Linked DNA regions of Mus musculus: region 1 is linked to region 2. The links are chromatin contacts, called in public promoter capture Hi-C maps. All regions are on one chromosome and are shown on one strand. Each heading gives the region's core, a stretch centred on a gene start, on an enhancer-like site or on the middle of the called end of the contact. The rest is flanking DNA. Distances are from core to core; before and after follow the strand shown. Region 1 holds the start of Haus4 (HAUS augmin-like complex, subunit 4). Region 2 holds the start of Abhd4 (abhydrolase domain containing 4).

Region 1 (2,878 bases), core at 148-2,647, 300 kb after region 2:
AGAGGCATTTCCTCAACTGAAGCTCCTTTCTCTGTGATAACTCCAGCTGTCAGGTTGACACAAAACCAGCCAGTACACCACCCAAATCCACTAAGTTCTAATGGAAGGCGTCTTCCTACCGTTACCATTTTGCTGGAGCTACAAACTGTTGCTGTCTGTCGTGTTCCCAGTAAACTAAGGGGTGTGGGTCCCAGTATACCTTTTGCCCCCTTTATAGCTCAACTGTGGAATATCACAGTTTCTTTCTGGTGCTTCTCTGTCAGTGTCATCTCATGAAAGAGCTATCTGTCTGGGAGCAAGAGCGACAGACACTTGAACTACAACAGCTTTTCCAGTAACAATGCACTGCAGTGGTTAGTGTGGGGACATAGCTATACAGATAGGTGTTTTGCCAGAACCTGGAGCACCTTGAAAAGAATGTCATCAACAGAGAGCAATGAGAAACTCAACAGCAACACAAACATTGCCTGCCCATTCTTTCCCTTATTGCTTTACCCACTCCTCCAAATGGCAGCTGAGCCCGAGGCAGCCCCGAGTCTGAAGCTTATTAGTACTTAACGCTTCACGTCCACAGAACATTGGTTTATTCGCTCCTTTTATGAGTCACATGAAAGCAACTAGCCGTTTGTTTTGTAGCGTGGTCTAGAGGAATCAGCTGAGGAGGCGCAATTCGAGACATTAATTTGTGGCTCCGCCCCGCCCCCCATGTTTTCTGTGTGAGTTTATGTGAAATGCTCCTTTTTCAGGTGCCAACAGTGTTCCACCTGCAAAGCCGCGATAACGGTTCTTGCCTTGCATGAAGCATCAAGAATTAATAACAATCGACTTGTCAACAAAAGCTATTTAGTTATGTTTTACCAGTAAGTTCCGTTTTACCAACTCAGAATGTTGTTGAACTACACCTACAAATAAAGTTTTGCAGGCCAGTTAGGCACCCAGCCACGAGGGTTTCAACCGCCCAGGGGTCCTCAGCGGAGCCGCCCACAGGACGTGACCTTAGGCTTCACCCCCACCCTGCGCAGGCAGCCGGGGTCCCACGCGCAGGAGCGCAGAGCGCCGAACTCTGACGCAGGCGTGCTTCGAGCCCTCCAGCCGTTCCCCTGCACGCTGTGCTGGACGCAGATTGATCGTCCTGACTGTTTTCACAAGAGGTGACCCTTACAAGGCCGGAGATAATCAAGATGCAGACGCGCTCTCCGGCGCCGACCTACCGTCTGGGTCGCCAAGGAGTCCTAAAGGGCGAGCGCGGCCTCGCCGCAAGCTCGCGGTCGTCGAGCGCTAACCTGCACGGCTCGCCGCCGGAGCGCTAAGGCCGGGGCCTGCCCGGGAAAGGCGCTGCCGCCAGCGTAGAAACAACTGGGTCTTAAATCAGCCGGGCACAGGACGGGGCGGGGCCTCCGTTCCCGCCTGGCGCAGCCCCGCCCCGGGAGCGCGCGCTCAGCGCAACTGTCGCGGTAGCGGCTCGGATCCTGGAAGTCGGAACTTCACCCATTTAACAAAGGGGAAGACTAGGCACGGAAGGTTATATAGAGGTGGCGGCCCAGCTCGGAAGCTTAGGCCTGCCACTGTGGTGCTCGGAGGTCGAGCCAATGTGTTGTTGGTATCAGAGATCGTCCTGTCTCGGCCTCCCGATTGATGAGAGGAAAGGTGCACGCCACTACACCCCCACTGGTTTGTTTTTATTTATCGATGTGGGCGAGCGCATGCGCCATATGTGGGCGGTGTCCACGGAGGCCGGAAGAGGGAGCCAGAGCCCTTTGAGCCGATGTTACAGGTGCTTGTGAGCTGCCAGATTTTGGGTTCTGGGACTTGAACTCAGATCCTTTTACTACGTTGCTCCAGCCTCACCTCTTGAATTTCTTAACCTACCTCGCCTCCTCCGCGCTCCCTCTGTTTTTTTTTAAAGTCACGTTTTATTTACTGTGTGTCCTACGTGTGCTGTGGAGGTCAGAAGACATTCTGGGAGTGAGACATCATAGGCTTGGTAGCAAGCTCCTTTACCCATTGAGCCGCGTTAACTGCCCTGCCCCATTCCCACATCCCTTATTTCCCATCATCCTTCCTTCACTCCTACTTATGCCTACACTGGTTTTGTAAAACTAAGGGTACCCAATCAGGAAGTGACTTCTTTTGGAAAATAAGATGTTTAGCTGTACTGTTAATCCTTCACCACACCTACTCAGGAGGTTGAGTTAGGAAGATCGAGAGTTCAAAGCTAGGCCCGGGCACTATGCTGAAGTTGCCCATCTAAAAAAATAAAAGTCTTAAATAAACTGCTTCAAGGTTATTAGAGCTCTTTATACGTTTTTATTTATTTTACTGTTGTTTACGTGTGTGGGTGTTTGACTGGCACATATGTCTGTGAACCACTTGTATGCTTACTGCTGTGGGATCCTCTGGAACCGGTTACAGTTACCACCATATAAGTGTGGAGAATCCAACCCAGGTTTACTTGAAGAGGGATGGTTGAGCCATCTCCCTAGCCCAGTGATTAGATCGCTTGCATCAGAGAACAAACTGATAGGATGGAGCAAAAGTGCTAGGAAATGGAGCTGTTTGGCTTTTCCTTAGAACAGCAGTTCTCAACCTGTGGTCGAGACCCCTTTGGTTGGTTGAACGACCCTACAGGGGTCACCTAAGGCCACTGGAGAACACAGGTGTTTACAATTCGTAACAGCAAAATTACAGTTATGAAGTAAGTAATGGAAATCATTTATGGTTGGGGGTCACCACAACATGAGAATCTGTATTAAAGGGTCACAGCTTTAGAACATTCTAGGGCCAAGGGTAGTGGCTCATGCCTTTAACCCCAGTGATTGGGAGGTAGGGGGTAAGCAGATGAGGACAGCCTGATCTACACAGAGTGTTCCAGGAAGGC
Region 2 (2,928 bases), core at 248-2,747:
TACCCAATGACTGTGTATAGTGAATTGTGGGACCACTGAGCTTGGCTAAAATCATGGATGGACATTTCTGAAAATTCCAGTTCTCTTCAACTTTAAACCCTTATAATGATCAGTTTAACATTGTGTTTCTGGAAAGAATAAATCTCAGGTTCTCTTCGGTCTTTCAAGAAGACCAAAGAAAAATACTGTAGGACTAGGAACATAGCTCCACTGCTAAAGTGCCTAGCTAGCAAGCAGAAAGCCCTGGGTTCGATCCACAATCCTGAATCAACAAGCCTGGCAGAATACCCTATAATCCCAGCACTCCAGAGATAGAAACAGGAGACTCGGAAGCACAGATCATCCTCAGATACACATCCAATGTGAGGCCAACCCAGGACACATACACCTTGACGTGTGTGTGTGTGTGTGTGTGTGTGTGTGTGTGTGTGTGTAAGAGAGAGAGAGAGAGAGAGAGAGAGAGTCCTCAGTAGATTCTTTCCCCTTAAGTATGATTAAACTACTGCAGTGGATAATCAGAAAGGGAGCGGCTCCAGGGATGCCACACCCCCTTTGCCATTTCAAGTGAATTCTGAAGCCAGCTTCAAGATGTGTCCCGCCTCTCTGCCGAGCCAGCCTGAAATGTGCTCAAAACTTCTGGGTTAAGTCACTTCACATCCCACATCCTTAATCTTATATCCACATACCTAATCACGCCCAGCCTTATGCGTTAGGCCTTTAACTGGCCCTCCTCTGGGAGGTCCACCGAATGGAAGGAAGCAGGATACTGCTACTTTTTCCTTGGAAAGTAGGTTGAGGCAAGACATCCCCAGAACAGAGAAATGCTTATGCTGACAGGTGTCACCCCTCATCTTAGAGCTGTGAATACAGGATGCCCCAAATACTACAGGGAGCCTACTTAGCTTTAAACTTTGCTGTCTAAAATTTAACTAGGCAGCATGCTTTTTGTATTTCTGGAACCGGGAAATCTTGGGTTACAATATCCGAGGCCCTTTTATAGGAAGCACCCTTATGACTCCACGGACATCTAAACCATTTCCATAGGACTACCAAGGCAGATGAAGCGTCTGTGACCTGAGATACAGAGGGAAGCTTGAGAACGTGAGCAAGAGGCAAAGCAGTTCCTTCACTCTTTAATTGAAGGAGGTGTGGAGGCGGGGCTGGTGGCATTCCAGTGAGGAACTTTGAGTTTTAAACTACCTGTCTTCCTGTCTCCCTCACTGTCCCCCAAAGGGATGTGATCCGGATTAAGGAGCCTACTTTTGTGGGACCGTAGTGTTCAGCCTGGACGCAGGCCAGAGGGAGCAAACAGAAGGAAGCACCCAACTGATTGCTGTCCATGTGCTGAGTCGGTTGGTCTGCCAACTTTGCCCGCTAGAACCCCGCTAGCGACCCAGGCCCCGCCTCCGGCCCCGCCCCCTTTGTTATCCGATACTTCCCTGGGTCAGCTGGTTCTGGCGTCGAGCGGAGGGATGGGCTGGCTCAGCTCGACCCGGCAGGGCTTGTTTACTATGGCTGATGATCTGGAGCAGCAGTGAGTTACTCCTGTCCGTTTCTCTTTCTGTCTCTATCTGTCCGGGCCAGGATCCGGGGACTGTCTGTAGTTGCGGACAGCTTCAGACTCCCCGCCTTTCCTTTCAGGTTGGCTTCCAGGGAGGGATGGGTTGCGCTCAGGAGCCCCGGGAGCGCTGAGAGATGAGAAGGCTGCGGAGCTGGGAGAGTGTTGAGGGTTAAGCTTGCGTTCAGCCTGGGGACTCTGACTTTCCACTAGTCTTCGCGATCGCCCCTCTGGTAGCCCAGTTAGATTAGTGGTAAAGCACGAGGAATAAGCTAGCTCTTCCCGATGCGGACGTGGTGCTTGTGGAGACTTGCCCGGAACTAAAGTCGTGGGTGTGAAAAGCCCTTGAAGGACAAGGCATGGGTAGGAGAAGTCTCCACTGCGATGGAATTAGTGTGGAACTGGCTTGCAAATTCCTTTAGCCCTTGGCCGCCTTTACGTTCTGCTTGCAATCCTAGTTGATAGTGTTCTTAATCATAAACACATGCTTACTGCCGTGGTTTCAGAAGTAGGTTTGTTAGATTGGGATGTGGTTACTGCTCGCCCAAGGCCATCAAGTTTGAGATGCCACCTGTGTGATGGTGGTCTAACAGGATCGGGAAAAAGTTGCTTAGAGGAGAATGACTCAGCTCCAAGGGTTTCACAGGAACAGGGCCTTCCCTTGACCTAATATTTGTCCTTTTGGATCTGCAGAACAACGAAATAACTTTGTATCAATAGTAAACAATCGTGTAAGGGACCTAAAAGAACTGCCCAAGAAGAGTATTGCTTTCTAAGAGGAAATTTATGGTGCCTACAGTGACTTGCGGGAAACGGCACTAGAGCCAAAGAAGACTCAGGTCATTCAGCTCCGTTTTACAAATAAAGCAACAGATGCGGATGCCCATAGAAATTCAGAGACTTGCTCAATGTTAAGAGGCTGCTTGCCTCACTCTCCCACCTCAGCTCTCACCTCCCTAATAGCACTGACACACAGTGTGACAGGCACTGTTGCCTTTTCTCTTTCTGGATTGTTTGTACAGAAGAAAGGCCAAGCTGTGCCCATAGCTCCCTGTCCCCCAACCCCCACCCCTTCCAGGCCTGTGTGGACTGCTGCCAGTGTTGCTGTCTCATAGGGAAGCATTTCTCTTGAGCTCTGCTGTCCAGAGTTAGAGATGTGTGGGGTTCGTTCAGGTGTCATGGTCTGACTTGTTATAGCCTACAATGCAAAGAGGAAGTCTCTCTTTTGAGACTGGCCAAGATCTGTGGTCTAGGTATTGGTGCTTCATCCAGCGAGTTCCCATGATACTCAGGGTGCCCATTGTGTATGCTATGAGTAGCTGGGATGGTTCCGCCAAGGATGCCATCATCTTCTCCTGCTCAAACCCACA

What was found. Promoter capture Hi-C pulls out the DNA fragments that hold promoters and counts their contacts.
Region 1: a promoter capture Hi-C map of hematopoietic stem and progenitor cells shows a contact between it and region 2. The contact joins the promoter of Haus4 here to the promoter of Abhd4 in region 2. A contact is called at or near these places in 23 of 39 promoter capture datasets (the 3T3-L1 cell line, 3T3-L1-derived adipocytes, the C10 cell line and 18 more), 4 of 484 Hi-C or Micro-C datasets (CD4 T cells, CD8 T cells, pre-megakaryocyte-erythroid progenitors and 1 more), 16 of 115 datasets of contacts at active chromatin or transcription factors (the 230-238 cell line, CD8 T cells, Th17 cells and 10 more) and 3 of 9 other capture datasets (adipose tissue, liver and pancreatic islet).

Annotation. Positions count from the first base shown.
Region 1 is chr14:54,552,964-54,555,841 of GRCm38.p6, forward strand. Haus4 (HAUS augmin-like complex, subunit 4) reads right to left here and starts at 1,398. Exons shown (of 10, transcript NM_145462.2): 1 at 1,212-1,398.
Region 2 is chr14:54,257,786-54,260,713 of GRCm38.p6, forward strand. Abhd4 (abhydrolase domain containing 4) reads left to right here and starts at 1,498. Exons shown (of 7, transcript NM_134076.3): 1 at 1,498-1,534. The coding sequence starts at 1,512.